Linked DNA regions of Mus musculus: all the other regions are linked to region 3. The links are chromatin contacts, called in public HiCAR-type, HiChIP or PLAC-seq and promoter capture Hi-C maps. All regions are on one chromosome and are shown on one strand. Each heading gives the region's core, a stretch centred on a gene start, on an enhancer-like site or on the middle of the called end of the contact. The rest is flanking DNA. Distances are from core to core; before and after follow the strand shown.

Region 1 (4,224 bases), core at 1,406-3,905, 2.0 Mb before region 3:
TGTGGTTGCTGGGATTTGAACTCAGGACCTTCGGAAGAGCAGTCAGTGCTCTTAACTGCTGAGCCATCTCTCCAGCCCACGGCAGTTCTTTAGAATGTTAGACACGGAGTCTCCGCATGCTTCAGCAATCCATGCCCACGTCTGGATCCAACAGAGACAGCATATGCTAGTACCTGGATGCTCACAGCAGGGGTGAGGTGACTGTTAAAGGTTGTGGGGTTTGTTTCTAAACTGACAAGAAAGAATGTTCTAGAGTGGGCTGTGGTGACATTTGTACAACCTGTGCCATATTGAACATGACTAGACTGCTTTAAATGGGTACATTGGAGAGCACGTGAACTGGGTCCGAGCAAAGCTAGTTAGGACACATTGCCTGTGTGAGGAGGGATCTGTCGATTTGCTCAGGGTTGTATCCTCATTGATTTCTGGTGACTGCAAGGACGTTCAACAGTTGGACAGATGATGCCCACTCTGGGCCAGCCCTCCTGGTTCCCGGATGCCAGAGGATGCTGCCTTAAGCCCAAGTGCATTTGGTACCCATTCAGAGCTCCATCGGTCATTAAAGATGGATGGCGCTGGTTGGGGGATGGGCTGAGGGCGAGGGATAAGTTTCAGAAGAGCAAAGAAGGAATATCCAGTTGAAATATCAAGAAAGAGCTTCAAGGTGTGGAGAAGAGAGTCCTTTCAGATAAGAGTGTGACAGGTGGTCATGTGACCAGACCAGATTAGACCGGAAGCTCCAGGAGAGGAAGAATAGGACTAATTCATTGCTGTGTGCTGGGTCCTCAGCCCGGGAGCTCTCAGTGACATGAAAACCTGCTCAAAGACATGCTTCTGTTGTGAGTGGGTGCCAGTGATGGCCAAGGTGACTGCATTTAAGGGCCAAAACCTCAGGGAATCAGAGGAAAAACAGCCCAGTCATGCACACAGAGAGACAGTCTGAGCACGGCCTCTGTCCGTGTCTTACCCCATCTTCCTGGATTCCCTTTTTCAGAGTCTACTTTCCTTCAGTTCCATTGGGGTTTCAATGCTCTCTGTCCTTTACGCAGCTTCCTTGTTTAGTCAGGATCTGTCAGTCTGGGAGGTGAAGGAGGTATAATGTGGGAAAGTGGATACAGTCATGGTTTCCTCGAGACAGGATGGGAAGAGGCAAGGACAGGGCCCCTGGTTTGCTGTCCCTGCCCTTTTTCCTTTTGTACCCCCACCAAGTGACTCATGTGTTTTGCTCTGAGCAAACCCGTAGCCTTTGTCACCCAGTGGAGTGTACAGATGAGGGCGAGCACTCTTCCTTTCTGAAGAGGGAGACTGCTTTGAGCTGAGGCGCCAGCTCACAGTTCAGACCTGGTTACCTGAAACTCTATCACAAAAAGTCCCTGAGCCAAAGGAGAGGGAGTTAACCTGGAAAGGAAGAACAAGTTGCCAAGAGTTTCAAAACACTGGGGCTCAGGACGCACCTGAGCCACACCCTGCAACCTGTCAGATTCGGTGCTTTGTGGGGGAGAGGATTCTGAGCACTGGCCACTCTCAGAGGTTATTTTGGGGGAGATCCTGTTACCTCATTCCCTCAGCCACCAAGCCAGAAATGTGCAGAGACTGTGGTGGTCATCACAGGTGCTGCCACTTAAGGTTTGGTGCTACCCAGGGGTGGGGTGGAGGTGGGGTTCTTTATAATTCTGGTGCTCAGATTCCCTGCTCTGGCCAGAAAATACATCCACAGAGTTGCACAATCATCAAGAGTGTCTAGTTCTAGAATTCTCATCACCTCAGGAGGCAGCCTCATACCTACAGAGGAGCATCTCCTCCTGGTTACTCCTTAGCTGCAAACTCTAGGAACCTCTGGACTGCTTTCTGTTATGGCGGGCTTGCTTATTCTGTGAGTTTCACATAAACATATGCATTTGTGAATGGCTTTTTCCTCTTAGAGTAACATTTTCAAAGTTCAGTCATGTCGTAGCATGGACCAGCGCTTCATTTTTCTCATGTTTGAAGAAAAATAGTTCATTGTATGGTAATACTATGCATTGTTTAGCCATTCAAAAGTTGATGGACATTTGGGTAGATTCCAGCTTTTGGTTTTCGGGAGCAGCTATGCTATGAACAAGCCCCCTGGCACATCGGTCCAAAACACGGGGAGTAACAATGTGCATTTCTTTTCCAAAGCCATCTTTGGAAAGATGGCTCACACAGGAGGAGTCACTGCCACATCACGTTTCCCCCACTGGATGAAAACAAGGGTTTCATTTGTGTATAGAATGGCCAGTCTGTTGTCATGGGGCTGTCTGGCTCTCCATGTGGCTATGGCTTTGGCTCTCTACCCATGGCCCGCAGCTGGGTTTGGAGCTCATACCACGTCCCACTTTTCTCTGTTGCCTTCCTGTTTTCTCATGCTTTTTAGCTGTCACACAGCCATTCTTTCCCAATGCTCTTTTCCATGTTCTCTTTACTTTTGGAGACAGGGTCTCATGTAGCTCAGGCTGGTCTGGAACACAGGGATGACTTTAAAGTCCTGATTCTCCCCCATCGCTTAGTCCGGATTGTTTGTCAACAAGTGCACTATCATCTCTTCCGCCACCACTCCTCGGCTGCGCAGGCGTACTGCCTCGCCCTTCATAGGCTTTTCCACCAGGACTCCTCGACTGCGCATGCGTAGCTCTTCTCCTTGCCTGGTGATGGAGTAGGGCCGGGTACTTGTGGCTCCGCTGTTCACCAACAATACGCGTTCCCTTCCTACGGAGTGTGTAGGCGATGGCGACGGCCGAGGAAAAGCAGACGTCACCTGAGCCCGTGGCCGCGGACGAGCCCGCGCAGCTGCCGGCCGCCGTACGCGCGAGCGTGGAGCGGAAGCGACAGCGGGCACTGATGCTGCGCCAGGCTCGGCTGGCTGCGCGGCCCTACCCCGCGGCGGCGGCCACCGGAGGTGGGGTCCCCTCCACGGGCGCGCGTAGGGCCTCCCTCCCGCGGGTTTGTGACCGCATCCCGGGCCTTCCCGCTGCGCCTTGGCCGCCCGCTCTGGCTCGGTGTGCGGGAACAGCCGAGCACGCCCGCGTCTCTGTGGTCCCTGGCCTTCCCTGTCGTGCCCTTTGCCCGGCACGTCTATGGTGCAGAGCTTTCAGCCTGCGCCGTCTCCCAGGCCAGCACCCAGCAGAACTGACCCTGACCCAGTCTTTTACATGGGCCGCGCCTTCCAGGGCTCAAAGTAGAATAACACTCGCAGAGCCTAGCACTTGGGAGTTACTCTATTGTATTCTTATGGACACCTTGGAAAATGGAAAGGGCAGGGCTTGGTAACCCTGTTTTACTGAGTGGCATGTTGCCCTGGGTTCATTTTGGCTATACTTGGCATTTTAGGGTAGCCCCTGTCTTGCTGTTTTCCGGTTTTAATGTCCGTTGTGCTTTAGGCTGCTGGTATTGCTCTTTGGAGTAATTCACCCGAGTTATTTCTACAAAAGTAATTTACTTCTTTTCAATCCCTCTTTCACAACTCCACTATATATATATATATGTGTGTGTGTGTGTGTGTGTGTGTGTGTGTGTGTGTATGTATATACATATATACATATACACACATATGTATGTATATATTTATATATATATACACACACATATGTGTGTGTGTGTTAAGTACTTGTTTTGGCAGCAGGTATAAATAATAATGCGTATATTTTATGGCTGTTTGTACCTTTAGACTTGCCATTGAATTTGATTTGTTGCTCTTGACCAGCAGAGCTGGCTTGTAACTAACTAGCTTAGATTTGAATCTTTCAAAATAAATCGAAAGCCCTTACTTACCATTTTGTAAAGTAAAAAGTACTTTTCATTATCTTTGTTGGTTATAGTGCAGATCTTGTAAGTCCGAAATTGCACCCTCAGTTTCTCATTATTTGTAGGCGGATGGACACTGTTGGATAAATGGCTTACCAATGTCCATCTACCTGCTGGCAACGTCTAGAGTCATGAGAGTTTCTACAACGTCAGACAGCCTGGCAAGTGCAGAGACAGTATAGTTCAGTTCCACACGAGAAGTCCAGAGCACTAGGAAAGCTAGAAGTAGCCGAAGTAGTAGCCTGATTGCTGGGCCTGTGACCAGAGCTGCTGGGGAGGCTGAGACAGGAGGATCTTGAGTTCAAGAACTGCCAGGGCTAGAGTTCCAGGTCGGCCTGAGCAAGTTAGGGAGGCCTGGACTCTGAAAACTAGGAGAGCCATGGATGTTTCTCAGTAGTCAAG
Region 2 (3,954 bases), core at 587-3,086, 1.3 Mb after region 3:
TGCCATCTTTGCCTCAGCCCACACTTTCTCTCCCCCAGGACAGGAAGAAACCTAGAACAGCAGCAACAGGGTGCCCAGGGAACTCCAGCGGCTTCCAGGCAGAGGGCAGTGACCCAGCTTACCAGCCCACCCACCGTTTGTAGTCCTTCAATATCTCTTCCCCACCACAGCCAGCTTCCTCTCCGGCACCCACCTGCTAGCTGCTCTAGACCCATAATTCTCTTGCCTCTACAGACACAGGGCAAACTCTCAGGACCTGCCTCCTTTCCCTCCTTCTTTCCACCCTCCTTCCCTCTCCCTCCCCACAAGCCACGTGGTAGGATGACAAAGGAGCCCCAAGGCATGGCTCTGCCTTTGATGAAGAATGAGTATGTCAAGGTAGAGCTAGGGATGAAAGAAAAAATGAGGACAGATAGCAAGAGGGACCATCAAGTACAGGGAGGAGACAGGGTCTGACGGACAGGGATGAGAGATGACAAAAGGAAAAGGCTGAAGTGGACCACACGTTACTGATGGGTTGGGAGGGAGAACCTAAGAGCTGAAATATTGGAGATATTCGTGGAAACATGAGTTTGAGAGAGAGATGAATGACATGGGGTACAATTCATTCAAAAGTACAGGTGAGGTCAAGGGGACTCATGCACATACCGGGGGGAGATGAGGATGACAGGGAGGAAGGAAGGAGGCAATGCAGGGAATGGCTGATGTGGAGAATCTGACTTGGCATGGGTATGAGCGCCCTTCTCAGGAGGGACTTACCGAAACTTTACAAACCCATTCAGCGTCCACGCTCGAAGTTTTAAGGGCTCCAGCTGAATTTTAAACATCAAGCTGGCTAAGAAGTCTTCTCCCCAGAAGTGTGGGAAGCTCCGGAAAGCTCCTCGAGCCTGCAGTGGGGGTGCTGCTGGGGGTGGGCAGGACAGCACTGTGCGCTTAAACATGCCCAGCCAAGCCCCTCACCTCTGATCGCTCCACCGGAGCCTGCTTGGGACGCTGTAGCTCTGGAAGCCACCTCCTCAGATTCCCAGAGGCCGTGACCCAGCAAGGCCTGTATCGTGCCCAGGGAGCTGGACCCGGTCCCCAGGTGTAGAGTGCAGAGAGAGGATCCAGTGGCCACCTGCTCTCAGGTGCAGCAGTGTCTGGCTGAATGATGTGAGCGCCTGTTCGGCTGTGTGACAGTGAGGCTGGCAGTGACAGTGTGTAGTTGTTGAGTGGCAGCGTGTGTACCTGTGACAGGTGTGATAGTGAGGGCCTGAGAGTCAGTGAGCTCCTCTCGCCTCTCTGGGGAGGACCCAAGCCCAATCCCCAAGAACCTACTCAATGAAGTCACTGACGGGGAGTCTCCTCCCCCGCAGATGGGCGGGGAGGGGCGGGGCAGAGCCGAGCCTGGCCCGGACAAAAGGCGCGGCAGGGAGAGGAAGGAAGGGGGTTCGCGCGGGGGAGGGGGGTCGGTGATGTCACCCCAGCTGGCTGGCTGGCCTGCTCAGAAACGCCTCCGCCCGGCGCAACCCAATCCGACCCGACCCAACCCGACCCTTGTCGCAGATACCCAGCACCTGGCAGACCCCGAGCTCCCAGGCCCCTCACCCCTACGACAGAGGAGACTATGGGCCCACGGTGTCCCAACCCCCCATACCAGGACCTCTCTTCTCGACGCCCCACTCCCGGGACCCCCGAGTCCTCGCTCAGCGCCCTCACCGGTGAGGAGCTGCGGGCGCCGCCGCGGTCCTTCTATCAGCCGCTGCCCCCTCCCCCGGCTCCGGCTCCGCCGCCTCCACTCGGGACAGGAGTCGCCTGCCCGCCGGCCGCAGACAGCGGGACCGGGAGCCCGCCCCCACGGCTCCGCCTCCGCGCTTCCCATTGCCCGGTCTATCCGTCACTCAGCTCAGACTCTTCTGTGATTGGATACCTCTCAACGAGCGTCCGGGTGATAGCCACCTCTTCTCCGCCCCTGTCACCCGGCCACACGCGCACACATTCCGGGCAGTGATTGGTGTGGGTGTGATTGGTGCCCTCTGGGATCAATCAACCACACCTCTTCTCCATCTCGTCGTGTTATTGGTGAAAAGAACATAGGGAGGCAACTCCAGGCGCCCTTTGATTTTATTGGCTGGTCCCTGTGATTTCGACCCAAGCCAGTGTGGGCAACTATATTAGTCCAGTCTCCAGTATGAGAAGGTGAGACATTCTAGCCACCGCCTGAGTCCAGGGAGAACCTTCTGGAACGAGTGCAACCTCAAAGACAACCTATTAGGAAAGCTGCACTCATCAGTTGTTGGTGACACCAGGCATTCTTTCGAGTCGAAGGAGAGGCAAAGGCTCTGGATCAGTATCCAAAGCTCATCCCTTCTTACTCGTCTTCTATCAGATTGTGATCCAACTTGACCTGGCCTGGTTTAGCTTTCCCTTGTCTTGACCTGGGATTGACCTGCCATGGTTTAACTGTAACACAAAACAGAGCCGGATAGAGCTGAGATTCTAAGTGCCCCTGTGATTATCCTCTGCGCTAGTAACTGGTAACACCTTCCTGAGTCTCTGTCCAGATGCCCTCCATCTTCAGTCCTTTCACAGCGGCTCGCTTAGGAGCAGTGGCTTCTCAGCCACTTGGAGTCCACAGTGTCCAGTTCAACCTCGTTATAAACTAACCTTCCATCTTCTCCTCGCTGCCCGCCCCCCCCCCCCGTCCTTTTTCTTACCCCCTGTGATACCTGGTCTTCCCTCACACCAAATTTCTGCCCTGTTCTGTATCTTTTTACTTCCCCCTCCATCTCCCGCCTTTTGTCTTAATTCTTAATTCAATTCCCTGCTTCCATAGTCTGCAATCTCATAGCTCATAGTTCCCCCTTTAATCTTTTACCTCAGCTTTTCATGATCCTCTTTCTTAGCACCCTCATGCACTGTCATCTCTGGCCCCCCAGCCCCCTAGTAAATCATTAAATCTCAGCCCCAGTGTCCCCGATACTCGGAGCAGGCGGGCCTGCGGAGGCGGTCGCCAGCGGAAGCCGCCGCTCCAGCAGACACCGAGCTTGGCGCCCACGTTACTGTCTCCCAGGCCCATCTGTGCTGGAGGGAGCGGGGGGGGGGGGTGGATGGGGGTAATCTGGGGGTGAAGAGGGGGAGGGGGTTCTTGGGAGATTTGGTGACAAAGGCTTGAGAAAATTCTCTCACCTTATTCTTCGCCAGTTCTCAGGACCGGATTTAGATATCTATGAGGCCATGAAGAGCAGTTGGAACTGTAAACTGAGGCTTGGAGTACCTAGGCCCCAGAATAGGGCAGGAAAGGGGACTGGGTCTTTGGGGGTGGGGGGCAAGTTCTGCATATTCTTAACAACCCTTCTTTTCCCATTGTTCCACATGAACTCCCAAGTGCAAAGGAATTTGAGTTTAAAATAGAAAAAGGAGCTAGGGTGAAAAGAGGAGTTGGGCAGAGGGGCAAGGAAGGGGGTGTGGAGCCCGCAGTATGAGGACTGAACAGGTATCTGGTTGAAGGAGATGGGATGGGAACTGGATAAGGGGGCCGTAAGATGCGGGTGGGAGGCAAAGACAACTGGGCAGGTGAGAGGAAGGGGAGATGGGTCAGGGGGAGACTGGAGGAGCAATAGAATGGCAGGACAGAGAAACCAGATGAGGCAGAGGGAGAAGGAAGGGATGAGGCCACGATGAGGGAGTGGCAGGGAGTGGACATGGTATCCTGGGAAGAGGCAATCTAGGAATGGTACTGGCCCCAAGGATTTGGGGGCCACCAGTATCCTTCCTCCTGATGTGAGGGGCCCTAGCTGTGTTTCTTCCTAATTCTAGGCCTGTCTCTTGCTGCTCCCAGCCTTGCTCATGCCAGCACAGAGGGAGGGTTTAGCCATGAGCCTTTACCTGGCTCAGCTGATGATAAACTGTCAGCCTGGACTTCAGGGCCTGGAGGTTTATGTCCTCAGAGTGGTGACCCACACTTCACTGTCT
Region 3 (3,784 bases), core at 479-2,978:
CAGGAAAATTTAGGTCCTTTGGTCAAAGATAATCTCACTGTGTTTCAGTACAGCTTCCCCGAGCTGTCCTTCTTGGTGAACTACTCATCCTTAAGATCTTTTTTATTTTATTTTATTTTATTTTGGTTTTTCGAGACAGGGTTTCTCTGTATAGCCCTGGCTGTCCTGGAGCTCATTTTGTAGACCAGGCTGGCCTCGAACTCAGAAATCCGCCTGCCTCTGCCTCCTGAGTGCTGGGATTAAAGGCGTGTGCCACCACGTCCGGCTCTTAAGATCTTTAAAAGGTTTGTTGTTGTTGTGTGTGTGTGTGTGTGGTTTTTTTTTGTTTTGTTTTGTTTTTGTTTTTTGAGATAGGTTCTGTGTAGCTCAGAAATTTGACTACAAATATCTCAAGTGACCAAGAATGATCTTCTCTGATGCAATTATCATCCATAACTTCTAAGACTCTCTGACCTCCAAGGAGATTGCAAGCTCTCTGAAGGCCTGGACAATATCGTTATTATCGTCGTAGCTTCATTTCTGAGCACCGCTAATGACCGGATAGATGAAAGACAATGCATCATCTAGTGTCAACTGCGGACTTGGAAATGTCTGTTGCCAAAGATCGTCTGCTTTGCCCTCCCAGTCTTTCTTTGCATGGTGCAGGGAAAAAGCTGAGGCTAATTTTTATTAAAACAATCTAGCCAGCAGCTTAGCTGCACCCTTACCCACATGCCTGTACTTAGAGACTCTACTCAGCACATGGTTGGGTTTATTTTGCTCTTCCATGGATAACGCCGAGAGCCAGAGAATGATGGGAAGATAATCGGTTCAGCCGCCAACATCGCATTTGAGAAAAGAGGGCAGACCGGGGGGAGGGGGAATGATGGTGTTTTGAATCCTCAGAAATCTTCCCCAAATAATAGGAAAGCCTTCAGTACAGCTCCGAATGTTTCCTCACTTCGAAGCCTCTTCCTCTTCTGAGATTAGGCCCAGTTGCCTGGACGGCTTCCTGTCAGGGCTTTCCCGACAAGGGTATTTAAAGTGAGAAAGAGGAAGAGAAAGTCGGAGACAGGGGCGAGGACCACCGCTGAGTCGGACTGGCTTCTGCTGGGAATTCAAGATGGGTCTCCAGGACTCAGGGAAGGGCGCTCGTTCATCTCCAACTCTTGCGTCTCCGCCTCTGCGGTTCTCTAGGGCTCCGCGGAGACTGATCTATCACCAATCAGCCTCAGAAGCGAAGAGAGAGTTTCTTTCCTAAGTGTCTCAAAAGCACAAACTTTGAGGAGACAACCGGGAGGGAGGACCGACGTGCAGGGGGCAGAGGCAGGAAGCAAGCAGGCAGGCAGGCGCAGGGAAGGCAGAGGAACGCCCGGCAGGCTGAGGCTAACCGGGGCGGACCGGGGTACACTCCCCAGCGCAGACACCGCCCGAGGCAGCAGAGCGGCAGGGCCTGCGCAGCGGTCGGCCTGGCCTCCGAGGCCCGCGGCCGCGCCCCGGAGGCGGGCCGGGGGCGGGGCAGCACCGGGCTGGGGCGCAGATGCCGAGAGCTTTGGCCCGGGCCTCCCCGCTTGGGCGGGCCGCGGCTGCTGAGGATCCCCCTAGACGCCGCCCGGGAGCCACGGCCCGGAGCCCAGCGCTCATTGGCGGCGCGGCGCGGTCTCCCCGCCCCCCGGCGTCCCCGCCCCCTCCGCCGCCGCCGCCGCCGCGGCTCGGCTCCGCCTCCTGGCCCGCCGGGAGCCGCCTCCGTCGCCGCCACAGCCTCCTTCGCCGCCGGTCCGGGCCCAGCCAGCGCCCGCCGCGCCGGAGTCGAGTCGCAGTCCGAGCCGCTGCCCGCGGCCCCGCCATGAGCGGAAGCGCCGCCGCCGCGGTCGCGGTCGCCGCCGCCGCCGCCGCCTCAGCCGCCGCCGCCGCGCACTTCCAGCCTCGGTCGTCGTCTCCCAGGCCGGGGCCCGCCGAGCTCGGGCCCCCCCGCCGCCCGCGCCCCCCGCCGCCCCCGCCGCCGCCCCGGCCCGAGCCCATCACCGCCGGCCGCCTTAGCCCTCCGGGCCACGGGCCTCTTCGGAGCGGGGCGCAGGGTGTCGGTGCCTGCGGCAGAGCGCCCGGAGCAGGTACGGGGTCTGCCGGCGAGGCGGGGCGGGGCGGGGCGGGCTGTGCGGGGAGGGGTGAGGGTCAGTCCGGGGCAAGGGGTCCCGCGGAGAGGGAGGAGCCTTGCCCGCCACAGCTTTGTCCAGCCCGGGAGACCCCGGGAGCCCTGCTCCTCCGCCGGGCAGAGCGCCTCACAAAGCGTTTTCGCACCCGCTGGGCAGCCCCTTCCTGCGGGGTGGGCAGGGCAGGACCTCGTGAGGAATCGGCTCTGCCGGGGAGGAAACTGAGGCTTACCGGGGGAAGTGACTTGCCCAAGGTCACAAAGCCAGCTAGAGTCGTGTCTTGGCTGAGAACCAGGGCCACCCTGGAGCTGGCGCGGGCCGTCAGCCGAGGGGGCTGGGAGGAGGAGGCAGAGTCCCCAGCCCCTGAGTCTGGAGTGGTAGGAAGAAGGGGGTTGGGGCCTGCGCCCTGGCACACCCACCAGGGTAGCTAACCTATGCTAAGCTGACCAGGACAGGTAGGAAGGAGAAACAGGAGCTGCCTCGGGAGCTTAGTGCCCTGGGGAGCCGATTTTGGGAGCTGGAGCGAGCAGGACTCCTGCCGGGGGCGGGGAGGGGGATGTGCTCCGAGAGGGTTTTATTGAGGTAGTGGAGTAGAGCTTTGGAAACTTGACTCGGGGACCGTTTGGCCCTCTCCAGGTCAGCCTTCTCACTACTGCATAGGCTAAGCCAGCCCAGCGGGAATGAAAGGGAAGGAGGCCTGTTTATACAGTGTCTTTTTCCAGGAAATTGCCCGAGTTTTGTTTATGCCCGGAACAGAAATACATAACTGGTCCTGGTAAAAGCATGCATGCGACAGAAGGCCATCCGAGCCTTTTCTAGATGGTCTGGACTTAACACACTTGGAGAATTCTCTGAGGAAGAGCAGCTGTCCTAGAAGGGGGAAGGAAGTTGGGAGGGTTAGGACAACTCACCCTCCTGCCTGCTTTACAATTCAGGAGGAATCCATTCTTACTTGGGGTGATTAGGCGAGTTGCTTTTACTCTGCGTGCATCTTAGAAAAGGCGAGGGGATAATAATTATTTCCAGAGGAGAAAGCAATGGAAGGATAGCAGGCAATGAGGAAAGATCAGTAGAAGCTGTGGAATGGGGAAAAAGAGAGGGTATGTAGTTATTGTGGGGGAAGGGAGATAAAGGGATTGCTGAAGGGGAGGGAGGAGAGCAGATAGCTTAGAGAAAAAGACTGGGATGCTTCCAAAAGGCAAGCAAAGCAAATAGGGTAAGTTTGAAGTGAGCCTCTTCAAGCTGAGCGCTGTCTACAATATAGAGTTTTCCTATGGGTCTGACATAATTTTGTGTGTGGTTTTTTTTTTTTTTTTTTTTTTTGGTTTTGTTTTGGTAAGGACAGTTGTAATATGTTATAGACTCATGCTGCCCTTAACTTCACCTACTTTCTTCATTCTCATCCCTAAGGATACAGACCCTAGAGTGCCTAAGGTATTGTCTTGAAAGTAAGGCTTGACAAAAGAAGGAAGAGAAAGACTAATTAGCAAGTGAATTAATTAAGGCCTTTTCTCCAGATTGATTCCTTAAAGTCAGCTGTTTCTTTACTGTCCTGCACTGTACCTGAGCTTTCTGTCTTGGGTGCTGTTGGAAGGCTGCTTTGGGGTTGTGGTCCCAGCACTAGGAAGACTGAGGGATTAAGAGTTTCAGGCCAG
Region 4 (3,824 bases), core at 1,132-3,631, 1.6 Mb before region 3:
TTCCCTCCCTCCCTTCTTTTCTAACCATGTCTTATTTATTTTTATTTTATGTGTATTGATGTTTTGCCTACCTACATGTCTATGTGAGGAGATTTCCTGGGTCCTCTGAAAGGGCAGTCAGTCCTCTTAGCCACTGAGCCATCTCTCCATCCCCAGAGCGATTATTTTCTTTGGAAAGAGTCACAGATGAGATCAGAAGGTCAAGAGGTATGAGCAGGTGGGGAGGCCGTTCTAGATAAAGCCAGAGGTGTCTGAGACTACTGGAATCTCAGTACTGAGCACACGCGGAGAGCTTTCCCAGCATTCCCCTCTCCATTCCTCACTCCTTACCTCCGTTCTCCCAAGGCCCCTGACAGCTCTACTCCACGTGGCCCATTGTAAGGTAAGAGCTTGAATGGATGGCCACATGGCTATATTCAATGGCTCTGCTCTGCTCGCCACATAAAGTGACCTCCACAAGGGCTTCTTTCGGGGACAAGGACCTCCCCACCTCAGAGGACCGCAGACTTGGCAGGAATTGAATTAAGAAAGGAAACTGCATGTCACTTGAGAGGTCTGCAGCAGCTCTTCCCAGGCACGGAAAGGCTTTCTCCATCTCCAGACATAAGCCAAAAATATACAAAAGAGCGGACACGGAGCAGTAGGGATGGCTCTTTGGAAGCCTGGTTTGGTAAGTTCTTCTCTCTTCATCTATGCCCCTAGCCACACATCAGTGTCCAGCAACAGTCCCCGTTGTCAGGGATGAAGTATGCAGACTGCCTAGTAGCCTGTATGGATACCCCACAGCCAGACCCTGTCTTTAAACACACTTTACCAGCTATGTCATAGGTGTGTTGTGGTAGATATTTAATCTCAAATCGGGGTTTCTATCCCACCTTAGGTCATTCGGTTTCCAGATAAAAGACATGCAACTTTTATATTTTAATAAACCTTAGTCAGCACTAGAGCTGGGTAGATATCTACCCACCATGTTATTATGTCTACTTCCGTATCAATAACCCCGAGTTATAACTTGCTATGTTCATCTGAGCTGCTCTTAACTCCAATTGCCCAGCCTCATGGCCATGTTTTCATGACTCACTTGCCTACCACATGCCATCTCTCTTTTCTGCACCTTCTCCCCTCTCCTCCTTGTGGTTTCTCCTCAGACCCCAAGCCTGGGGAAACCAATCACTCACTGCCCATCTTTCTTCTGCCCAGTTATAGACAATAGGCATCTTTATTCGCCAATCAGGGATAACTTGGTGGGTAAGGTTACATAGCATCACTTGTATACATGCAACCAGGCCCTGGGGTGTGTGTGTGTAGTAGTAGTAGTATTTAGCATTACAATACATAGCAAAAGACCAAACCTCAATATGGGTGTCCTGAGATTTGTGCTCTGGGACCCTGTCCCAACATTCTTAGTAGCCAAAGGTCAGAACACAAGTGGTTAATTTCCATTTGTGTATCTAAATAATATGCAGAGTGTAACAATCAAGACTGGTCCACACAAAGTCCAAAATACATCACTGTATCTAGCCACCTCAAGGCCCTGTCAACTATAAGATGCATGGATTTATGCAGCATTAAGAAATATCCATGAGGCGCTGGAGTCTTGGTGCAGTGCTTAAGAGCACCGGATTCCTCTTCCAGGGGACCTGGGTTCAATTCTTAGCACCCATAAAGCAGTTCACAAGGGAATCTGACACCTTCTTACCAGTGCACTTAAATTAAATGAAAAAAAATTTTGAAAGAGAGAAAGAAAGACCCGTGAGAGCACATAGCCTTTTCACCTGTGCACCCATTGCTTGAAAGAGAGTCGGGTTCCAGAGATGATAAAAGGTGGGAAACTGGAAATTCTGTAAGTAGAAAAGACCAAGTGCAAAATCATACGTGCACTCGGGCAGTGGATGTTTTATATGAGGGGACTGGGCTATGTGCTCACACATGCTTGTACAGGCAGAGAAGATGCCTGAAAACACACCCAAGAACCCAATAGCCAGAGCAGCCACTGGAAATGGGACTGGGGAACTGAGTATTCGATCTGGGAAAGAAATCCATCTATCCATTTATAAAATCTGGCATCTTAAACTAGAGATTCCCTTTCCTAAACAAAACAAGAAAGAGAGCAAAGTAAAATAAGGCGTCCTGGTGGGAAGACTGAGAGTCATTACATTTTAAGGCCGAGACAAGTTGCCGTTTGGACCACGCTGAGTCTCCCCCAGCGCTCAATCGGAGGTGGCAGAGCTGTTCTGGAGACTTCTCTGCAGTTCAGTGAGCCAGTAGGGCCGCGCAGCGCTGGTCCCGGGCCGAGGGGCGCCCCGCGGTGCGGGCCGGGCCAATCAGCGGGCGCGGGGCGGGCGCGGTGGCTTTGCACGCACCGAGCGCTAAGAGGAGCAGAGGCGCTGCTGCCGTCCGTCTGGGAGCCGGCCATGCCGCGTCTGCCGCTGCTGCTCCTGCTCCTGCCATCACTGGCCCGGGGTCTCGGGCTCCGCGACGCGGGTAGACGACACCCCGAGTGCAGCCCGTGCCAGCAGGATCGCTGCCCTGCGCCCTCGCCTTGCCCAGCGCCCTGGATCTCCGCGCGCGACGAGTGCGGCTGCTGCGCGCGCTGCCTGGGCGCCGAGGGCGCGAGTTGCGGGGGACCCGTGGGCTCACGCTGTGGCCCTGGCCTGGTGTGTGCGAGTCGCGCCTCGGGGACGGCGCCCGAGGGCACCGGGCTTTGCGTGTGCGCGCAACGCGGCGCCGTCTGCGGCTCTGACGGCCGCTCCTACTCCAGCATCTGCGCGCTACGTCTGCGCGCCCGACATGCACCCCGCGCGCACCATGGCCACCTGCACAAGGCTCGCGATGGGCCCTGCGAGTTCGGTGAGTGGGGTTTGACCTAGAAAGACCCAGGCAAATGGGAAGAGCGGGACCCCAATGCTCTTGGGTGTGGGACAGAGAATTTCATTGTACAAAAGTGGACAACACAGCCTGGGCCTCAGTTTCCCCTTCAGGAGCAGTGTTTCGCGTCTTTCTACAGCCTGCTTGCTACCTTACCCACTGCGTGCAGACTTCAGCCCTAGAACAAACAGGAATGTGAATGCTTAAGAACCTGTTATTATAGTTACTTGAAAATGGGTCCAGGTGGATAGGTTGAATGGAGGAAGGAAGGTGAGGATTCCCAGAGTGCAGGGGTCCCACACAGGATTCAAGAAGCACCAAGACAGAGCATCAGAATCCTGGCTATCCAGTGAGTCTCAGACCAAGGGCTTCGAGGAGCTTCCAGCCACAAAGGGCAAGACCTTTGGAAACGTGAGCTCTGAAAAGATTGTGGGACCAGAGATGCTGATCCAGTCTAAAGGGCACGTAATCTGAAGGGTCCTGCTTTAAGGAAATCAATAGAAAACTACCAACTGCTAGGGATGTCAAAGGTTAACTGGTTTTTAACACCACATTGTAAGTGCCCCTAGTGCCCTAACTGATCACTGTCCTGTGTCAAAAAAGAAAGAAAGAAAGAAAGAAAGAAAGAAAGAAAGAAAGAAAGAAAGAAAGAAAGAAAGAAAGAAAGAAAGAAAACCCAAAACAGCAGTGTCTATGGATGTCCAGAGAAGCTAGCCTACTTTGCCTGTGTGTGGGGTTTGACTTGGTCAGGAGCTCTGAGAGAACAGTGTTTGTTTCATCTGGATAGGGTAGTGGGGAACTCGGCGTGGTAAGTGTTCCATGTTTCGGGCTTCTGGAGATTTCTGGCCTGAGCTGGGAGAGGATGTCTAAGCCAGATGCCCAAGGTAACACTTCAAGAAAGATACCTGGGGGCTCCTCTTCCAGCTTGCCTCCTCTCCCTCCAAACATCTCATGGA
Region 5 (3,789 bases), core at 1,223-3,722, 1.2 Mb after region 3:
GCTAGCCCCACCCACCGCCTCCTCTGCTACTTGCTGCACCTCAGGTAAGCCCAGGACCCGGGGAGAGCTGGAGAAGCTCGGGTAGCCATCTGTCCTCTGCCCTCAACAATCTCCCCTTTCTTCTCCATCATCCGGATGCTGACGTGCTCACACTGTCTTCCCCTCAGGTTCCGGAGCTCTCGCTCAGGCCGCTTAAGCCTGCATGGAGATATCCGCCTGCTTTTTTCCCGCCGGAGCCTGGAGCTGGACACGGGGCTCCCCTATGAACTTCAGGCTGTGACTGAGGCCCCCCATAATCCACGTTATTCACCTTTGCCCTGATCGCAAGCATCCTGAACCTAGGTGGGCCCAAAGCCTGCCTGTCCTACCATCCTGGACAGGGTAAACTGTGGAGAAATGGCGAGAGCCCCTTCAGGCTTGAATTAAAGTCCTCATCCCGCTCACGCCCAAATTGACTATTTGGGTGTTTAAAGCTTCGGTCCTTCCATACCCTGTCTGCTCTGGGTACTTCATGTGCCTGTCCCCTCCCTTGGGTTTCCCAGGCCAGCTTAGGTAGTTAGGGAGGAACCAGAGCTACCCTGAGATTGTCCCAAGTTCCCAGGCAAGTAATGCCAGCGTTGCCTCCCTGTCCTGGGCAGGGGCCACTTATTATTTTATTTATTTTTAATTTATAATTTATTCAAATTGGATTGCCTTGGTGACCTCCCAAACCTGATAATTGGCATCACCCCACTCTCAGATATTGCTCCAACCTCAGGACTTGAAGAAGCTGATGTCGGGGCAAGGGGAGAGCTGCTCTCCTCTGGCTAAGGGCAGAGGGTTTATTCCAGAGGAACTGAGTCACTTAGCCAAAGACTCAGCTTCCCTCGGCTTTCTCTATTCCTTTTCCCTTTCCTGCCCTTCAACCCATCTTCGAAAGCCTGTATGTGTGGTGTGTGTGTGTGTGTGTGTGTGTGTGTGTACAGCTGTGTGCGTGCATACAAACTTGGGTTTGTGTAGGGTGTGTGTGTGAGAGAGAGACAGAATGTGCATGTATGTGTAACACAGGGGTTTAGCCACCTCTTACCTAGGGCTCAGACTCACTTGTCCCTCTCCTCCTGCCTGTGTCTCCTTGCTTTGGTGTCCTGACTGAGGAAGGTGTCCAGGGACAGAGTCAGGCCTAAGGACTGGGGAACCTCCTCTCACCTGACCAGACTCTGACCCACCTACCTCAGCTGGGATGAGGGGTGCCCCTCATTCAGTCACATGGTTCCCAGTTACTCCACTCCTCACTTAAGACTCTGACCCAGCCTCAACCCTTAACTCTTGGGGCTTGGCTGAGGGGAACAAGCATTTGCTGAAACTTGAAAAACAAAACAAACAAACAAAAAAATGGGAAAAATTGTACCTGGTACATTTTTTAAGGAAAAAAAAAAGAATAAATTCTTGTTTGGAAACTTGAACTAACCTCTACTTTTTTTTGTGTTCAAGAGGATGGAGATGTGGGGCCTAAAGGGAGCTGGAATTCTGGCAACAAGCTCAAACCCATGAGATCTTAGGCTGGGATGAGCTGAGTCTTGGACCATAGTCTTAGTCCTTTTTGTATAAGGTGCTGGGGGCTGGGTGGGTAAAGTGAAGCTACAGAGGCTAAACTCTGAGAATCTGGATTCTTACACTGATTCTGTAGTTTAGCCCCATCAGAACCTCAGTGTCTGTATATGTAAAATGAAGGAGGAGGAGGAGAATGAGAAGAAGGAGATGAGGGGGGATACAGGCCTCTTAAAGCTTGTATTTGAGAGAGTGTCAGAGACCTGAGCAAGGTTGATGTGTTTCAGACAAAAATGAAAGGCTGAGGCTCTTTGTTTCCCTCTGTATGTAAGGGGATCATGCCTGACCGTTTCTGGCTCAGAAAAAAATATGAAAAAGAGCTGTTGATGCCTTGGGAAAAGAGGGAAGGGAGAAATCTCCGCCCAGTCCTAAGGTAAAGTTAGGCCTCCTAGTTACCATGACAACGGGAATGGGGTCAGTCCCCAGTGGGAGAGCTGGGCACAACAGCATGACTACCCAAGAATGTCACTATGGCAACCACGGGCAACTACTGAGCGCCAATCCAATCCATTGTCGTTATGGTGACAGATTAGGACAGTTATACACGAGCTGGAGGGTAAACTGAGTCACGGCTGTGGGTACAGAATTTGGTGGGCGGTGTTCCTGTACCACTTGCGGACGGAATATTGCCTCAATTTCTACCACAATGCCCAGGAGCTTCGTAGTTTTTGAGAACCAGAACAAACTTGCACTCTCGGGCTCTCTCTTCAAAGCCTACGTTTCCCAGGGAACGATTTGACGGACGCCGACTAGTGGGGATGGGAGGGTGGACTAATACGCCGGAAGTACGTCGGGCGGAGTGGACCAGCTGAAGGAAGGGCTCGGGTTCAGGCTTCACAAGAGGCCGCTCTGCCCCACCTCTCGTTGGTTCCGGAGGTCGCCGAGGCTGTGGGAAATGCTGGCGCGCGCGGCGCGGGGCACTGGAGCCCTTTTGCTGAGGGTGAGAGCGAGGCAACCTTCACCAGAGGCTCGGGACCGACATCACCTGGGTCTTGAGCTGGGAAGGAGTGGGCTTCTAACTTTGGGGGAAGGACTGTGGTCACAGGTCATGGTCCCCACGTGAATCACTCTCCGGGGACCCTTGGGGGGGGTGTCGAGATCTAGGGAGAGGGATTTAGGGATCCGCGCCTGGTCCCCAGCCTACTCTCGTCTTCCTTCAGGGCTCGGTGCAGGCTTCTGGCCGCGTTCCGCGCCGCGCCTCCTCTGGACTGCCCCGAAACACCGTGATCCTGTTTGTGCCTCAGCAGGAGGCCTGGGTGGTGGAGCGAATGGGCCGATTCCACCGGATCCTGGAACCGGTGAGAACCTCTCTTGCCCGCCCTCAGCCAGCCAGATCGTCTGATCGTTTACTCGTGTGGAAGTGGGACTTCCGTCGGGGCCTGTCTGCACTTCTAACCTGCGAGGACCAGTTCTAGCAGAGCCCAGTCTCCTGAACACCACCTCCGTGTTTCCCCGCTTTCCTAATACCCTAGTGACCCATAGGCTTCATTCCTGGAGCTACCATACTCTAAAGGCAGCAGCTCTTGCTGGCTTCCATTCTTGACATTCATAAGCCTAGTCTTATCTTTTTGTACTCTTAGGTTTCCCTACCAGTGACACCCCAGCCTTTGAGGCCATGATAGGAGGGATTGCTTCTCTATGTTTATACGTGACTTACTACTTACTCCAGACTTAGCTTAGAGTTCAAGTTTACTAGCCTCACCCTTCTGAGAATCTATGGCTCCTCTTCTCAGGGCCTGAACGTCCTGATCCCCGTGTTAGACCGAATCCGGTATGTGCAGAGTCTCAAGGAAATTGTTATCAACGTGCCTGAGCAGTCAGCCGTAACTCTTGGTGAGAGCGATGGGGTGACAGGGATGTGCTAAGTGCGCTAGGATGTGGTTGCTATAGATCCAGGGCTTAGGAGAAAGAGCTGGTTGGGACTTAGAGGTCTGACCGACAGTTTTTTTCTCTTCTGTTTGCTCCTGCAGACAATGTAACACTACAAATAGATGGAGTCCTTTATCTGCGCATCATGGATCCTTACAAGGTATCTGCCCTGGGTTTATCTAGTTTTCTGAACTGCCTCTTCCTTAAAATCCTGCATCTTCAGTTCTGATCCTATACCTGCCCTTTCAGGCAAGTTACGGTGTGGAAGACCCAGAGTATGCTGTCACCCAGTTAGCTCAGACGACTATGAGATCAGAGCTTGGCAAACTCTCT
Region 6 (4,374 bases), core at 574-3,073, 1.7 Mb before region 3:
AATAGCCATGGCCAGTAAAGCCTTTTACTTTGGTTACCAGACAAGTCCTCTATGGGGGCAGACACTGGGTACCAGACAAGTCTTCTACTGAGGCTGACACTGGGTCCCAGGGAGGTGTGTGAATACCCCTGGCTATGGACATGAGTTCTGAGAGATTGCCAAGGAGAAAAGGGAGATTCAAAACCCTAGTACAGAAAAAGAACCATCATCACCACCACCACCACCATCACCACTACCACCACCATCACCTCCACCACCACCACCTCCACCACCACCACCACCACTAATACCACCACCATCACCTCCACCACCACCACCTCCACCACCACCACCACCATCACCACCTCCACCATCACCTCCACCACCACCACCACCACTAATACCACCACCATCACCATCACCACCACCACCACCACCATCACCACCACCACTACCATCGGTTTTTTGAAACAGAGTCTATCTGGCTTGCTACATAGACACACAGAGATACACCTGCCCCTGCCTCCCAAGTGCTGGAACTGAAGGCATGAGCTACCATGCCTGGCCAAGACTCACCTTTTAAGCAGAAAAATAAGAACTGCTTTTATGCTCTCCAAAAGAATCAGACACAGATCAGCGGTTAAGAGCACCGACTGCTCTTCCAGAGGTCATGAGTTCAATTCCCAGCAACCACATGGTGGCTCTCAACCATCTGTAATAAAATCTGATGCCCTCTTCTGGTGTGTCTGAAAACAGCTACAGTGTACTCATATAAATATAATAAATAAATCTTAAAAAAAAAAAAAGAATCAGGCACAGATGGTTAATTCAGACTAATTCTGAATAATTTCGATTAAAAATATTTTTAACCAAAATTAAGTTTTTAATTTTGAGACCAAATGCCCCAATGTTCTTCTATAATACACCCAATAGCAATTTAAAAAAAAAAATCAAAGTAATTGTCAAAGAGAACTGTTTTTTAAAAATCGGCTTATTGGGGGGAAATCTGGGAGAAGATGGGGTGGGGATTGAAATCAGAATATTACTGTATGAAAAAATCTATTCTCAATAAAAAAAAAAAATAAAATGGATCTTAGACAGGGAAACTCTCAGAACAAAGAAAAATTAGAAAGGACCAGGAAAGTTTGTGGGGAGACCAGGGGAGGGAAAGGGAGCAAAGGCCAGCAGGACACCTACCTGGGCCTGGAAGATCTGCTGGTAGACTTTGCCATTCTGTACTTGGGACACCTTTCCCACTGGCGACATCTTGACTGCTGGCCCAATTCCTCTTCGTTCTGGAAATACACTTGGGACTTGGTCTTAGTTTTTACTCAGAGGCTGGGACCCTCTTGCTAGGACCTCCAGCCTAAAGACAGCACTAGATCCCACAGGACACCTTGTTTAAGGGGAAACTTAGATTTCAAACAAAATTAGGTGGGGGGGGGGCGGGGGAGCAGGAGGGGGAGAGACAGAGAGTGGGTCTTCGCCAGCGCCCAGGGTGTAAATCCCACAGGCACTTTCTGGAAAGGGCAGGATTATTGTCTGCGCTCCACTAGAGCTCTTCTAGGGACCGTCAATCTGCCTCAGATGTCAGATGGGACTGGAACCCTAGTCACATCCTCCGGGAGAAATAGGGGAGTGTTGCAAAGGGAAGGAGCAGTTTGATTCTGGCCTATGCCTACTGTTTGCGACACGCCCATCTTCCTATCTGCTCAATCAGCCCGCTGTCCCCCAAGCCCAGCAATTTTGAGGTCCTTACCCAAGCCTGGAGGCTCCCGCATCTGAAGTTCAGATTCACCCTGAAGCCAGCAACTGCAGCAGGACGCTGTGGTTTCCTAGGCAACGCGAGGGATGGGGCAACACGAGGGGGCGTGGCCGTCCCTGAGCACACTTCCTTCTCAGGGAGCCAGGTCACTCAGCAACAGCAGAGGCCCACGTGGAGTAGTGAAACTCACCACTTCTTTTTAATGTTGGGTCCTTGGAGCGCCCTTTAAAAGTTCCCAAAAGCTAGTAGGAGGTTAGAAAGCCTGTGCAGATCTTGACTGTTGTGGTCAAGGAATCCAGTCTCTCATTGTTGCACGGGTTAAAATCAACCTGTGCAGGCAGGCAGCACAAAGTGGCCCTTGCCTGTAAGAATCTGAAAGACACTGAAAGAAATAAGATCTTTCCCACTTTAAAGTAAGTTGGAAGGCTCAGAATTCAAGGCTTAAGACCTGCCTGGCCTTAATGAGAACCGTGTGCACTAGACCACTAAGAGCAGTGGTTTTCGGCCCATGGATCGTAACCCTTTGACAAACCTGTACTCAAAAATGTTTTCGTTCTGATTCACAACAGTAGCAAAGTTACAGTTAGGAAGTAGTAACAAAAATAGTTTGATGGTTGTGAATCACCACAATGTGAGGAACTGCATTAAAGGATTGCAGCATTAGGAAGGCTGAAAACCACTGAGCTAGTTTCTCATGTATGGTGGGCCACCCTTCTCCTTTCCAGAGAAGGCCTGCAGTGGCAGCAGTCGGGGAACAGACCTGCTGGCAAGCCCTTCCCACACTGACATCTGAGAGTGAGTGGTCTTCTGAAGCTGGCTGCAGCATCAGGAACTCAGGAGTGTTGACTGAAAACGCTACTCTCATTCTTTGACAGAGGCGAATGACAAAGAGATGAATACAAAACCCTTTTAGACTCATTGTTTGGTCCAGGGTGAAGTAAAATAAAGACAGGATTCATTTTAGCTGAAAAGAAAAGAAAGCCTGAAGGTGACCTATAGAGGGGATGAAAAATATGTTTTGTTTTGTTTTGTTTTTCAAAACAGGAATCTTTTTTTTTTTTTACTCTTGTTTGTTTTCTGTTCTGTTCTGTTTTTGAGGTTTTCAGTCTCTGCCCTTTCTCACCCCAGGAAAGGCTGCTGGCTTGAGCTTCTAACATCAGAAACTTGTCCCTTCCCTTCAGCTCCAGCAGTTACAGCTACCTGGGAGCTGGCCATAGTAGCACGTGACCTATAACAAGCAGTAATTTAATCAAATTTCCCAACTAACGTCCAGGAGGACTGGAGCCCTGGTGGATTTTCCCTTCTAACCGGGCGTGGTGGCGCACGCCTTTAATCCCAGCACTTGGGAGGCAGAGGCAGGTGGATTTCTGAGTTCGAGGCCAGCCTGGTCTACAGAGTGAGTTCCAGGACAGCCAGAGCTGTCTTGAAAAGAAAACCTGTCTTGAAAAACCAAAAAAATAAATAAATAAAAATTAAAAGAAAGAAAGAAAGAGGAAAGAAAAGAAAAAAAAAAGAACTGGCTTCAGGCCTCATCCCAGTAGTCCATCAAACAAAAAAGTAAAGAACTTCATTAACCCCTTTTTATGAAGCTGGTATTACCTTGATTCCAAAACCAGGTAAAGAAGTAACAAGATAAGAGAATTGCAGAGCAGTCTCCCCAGTGAACATAGGTCCAAAAGTCCTCAAGAAAATACTTGCAAACAGAATTCAAGAATACATCAAAAAGACCATTCACCACAATCAAGACACAAAGATGGCTCACTCTAAGTAGATCAATAAATGTTACAAATTGTATAAAGGGATTAAAGGGCAAAGGTCACATGTTCATCTCAATTGTAGAAAATGCTTTTGGCAAAAATCCAACATCCTTCCATGTTTTCTAAGTGTCTTCCTCAATCTCTTACTTTGGTGATTTAATGTTTTCCTTACAGAGGTTTTGTTTTGTTTTGTTTTTTAAGTTTTTGGCTCTTTCACATTCCAAGGTACCTTTTGCAAAGACTTCTGTGAATGGAATCCCACCCACCTTGCTTCTGAGTGTGTTTGCCATTGTTATTCAGCATCATGACTGATTATAATGTTAACTTTGTATCCTGACACTTTGCTGAAAGCATCTATCACTTCTGAGAGTTTCTGGTAGAATCTGACAGGCTCACCATGGTCCAGTGGATGGCCCCATACCCCTGCCTATGGAACCAGCACTAACTGGATTCATGGAATTATATTTTCTAAAATAAAATAAAAGACATTGTGCTGGTTAGTTTTTATTGCCCACTGGACACAATTTGGAGTCTCCTGAGGAGAGAAAACCTCCACTGAGGTCACAGGTCAGGCTCAAATCAGCCTGACCTGTGACTGTGGGCACACATTGATGCCACACACTGTGGGCAGGGCCACCCCTAGGCAGGTGGTCCTGGCTGGTTTACAAAAGCAGGATGAGCTCGAGGCAGAGGGAGCAAGCCAATAAGCCAGGGACTCGACCTGTCTGGGACATGAGGAAATGAGGAGAAAAAAAAAAAAAAGATAGCCAGCCCAACACACACAGCCAGCCAGCCACGCGGTGGACTGGGCTCTCAGAAGGAGACAACGCAGCACCCCAGAAGCTTGGCTTGTGTATTATATAGAGTTGAGCA

The links. HiCAR-type assays count read pairs that join an accessible place to other places. HiChIP or PLAC-seq counts read pairs in DNA pulled down with a chosen protein or histone mark. Capture Hi-C pulls out chosen DNA fragments and counts their contacts.
Region 1: a contact with region 3 is called in a HiCAR-type map of astrocytes, with 3 times the contacts expected there. The contact joins the promoter of Xpa here to the promoter of Rnf38 in region 3. A contact is called at or near these places in 1 of 39 promoter capture datasets (pre-B cells) and 1 of 115 datasets of contacts at active chromatin or transcription factors (astrocytes).
Region 2: an H3K27ac HiChIP or PLAC-seq map of embryonic stem cells shows a contact between it and region 3, with 6 times the contacts expected there. The contact joins the promoter of Dnajb5 here to the promoter of Rnf38 in region 3. A contact is called at or near these places in 1 of 484 Hi-C or Micro-C datasets (CD4 T cells), 2 of 115 datasets of contacts at active chromatin or transcription factors (double positive thymocytes and embryonic stem cells) and 1 of 9 other capture datasets (adipose tissue).
Region 4: an H3K27ac HiChIP or PLAC-seq map of embryonic stem cells shows a contact between it and region 3, with 3 times the contacts expected there. The contact joins the promoter of Igfbpl1 here to the promoter of Rnf38 in region 3. A contact is called at or near these places in 1 of 39 promoter capture datasets (pre-B cells) and 2 of 115 datasets of contacts at active chromatin or transcription factors (embryonic forebrain and embryonic stem cells).
Region 5: a promoter capture Hi-C map of adipose tissue shows a contact between it and region 3, with 2.5 times the contacts expected there. The contact joins the promoter of Stoml2 here to the promoter of Rnf38 in region 3. A contact is called at or near these places in 1 of 39 promoter capture datasets (embryonic stem cells), 1 of 484 Hi-C or Micro-C datasets (uterus), 1 of 115 datasets of contacts at active chromatin or transcription factors (pancreatic cancer cells) and 1 of 9 other capture datasets (adipose tissue).
Region 6: an H3K27ac HiChIP or PLAC-seq map of large pre-B cells shows a contact between it and region 3, with 7 times the contacts expected there. The contact joins the promoter of Ccdc180 here to the promoter of Rnf38 in region 3.

Annotation. Positions count from the first base shown.
Region 1 is chr4:46,194,742-46,198,965 of GRCm38.p6, reverse strand. Xpa (xeroderma pigmentosum, complementation group A) reads left to right here and starts at 2,655. Exons shown (of 6, transcript NM_011728.2): 1 at 2,655-2,917. The coding sequence starts at 2,746.
Region 2 is chr4:42,947,749-42,951,702 of GRCm38.p6, reverse strand. Dnajb5 (DnaJ heat shock protein family (Hsp40) member B5) reads right to left here and starts at 1,836. Exons shown (of 5, transcript NM_001355438.1): 1 at 1,699-1,836; 2 at 760-1,227. The coding sequence starts at 941.
Region 3 is chr4:44,231,849-44,235,632 of GRCm38.p6, reverse strand. Rnf38 (ring finger protein 38) reads left to right here and starts at 1,728. Exons shown (of 12, transcript NM_001379580.1): 1 at 1,728-2,090. The coding sequence starts at 1,826.
Region 4 is chr4:45,825,384-45,829,207 of GRCm38.p6, reverse strand. Igfbpl1 (insulin-like growth factor binding protein-like 1) reads left to right here and starts at 2,381. Exons shown (of 5, transcript NM_018741.2): 1 at 2,381-2,850. The coding sequence starts at 2,415. It also overlaps a transcript of Stra6l not described here.
Region 5 is chr4:43,030,067-43,033,855 of GRCm38.p6, reverse strand. Stoml2 (stomatin (Epb7.2)-like 2) reads left to right here and starts at 2,472. Exons shown (of 10, transcript NM_023231.2): 1 at 2,472-2,527; 2 at 2,748-2,885; 3 at 3,321-3,420; 4 at 3,558-3,616; 5 at 3,706-3,789. The coding sequence starts at 2,483. It overlaps Fam214b (family with sequence similarity 214, member B), which reads left to right. Exons shown (of 9, transcript NM_001253353.1): 8 at 1-44; 9 at 168-1,442. The coding sequence ends at 321.
Region 6 is chr4:45,887,752-45,892,125 of GRCm38.p6, reverse strand. Ccdc180 (coiled-coil domain containing 180) reads right to left here and starts at 1,823. Exons shown (of 38, transcript NM_198660.2): 1 at 1,739-1,823; 2 at 1,177-1,274. The coding sequence starts at 1,760.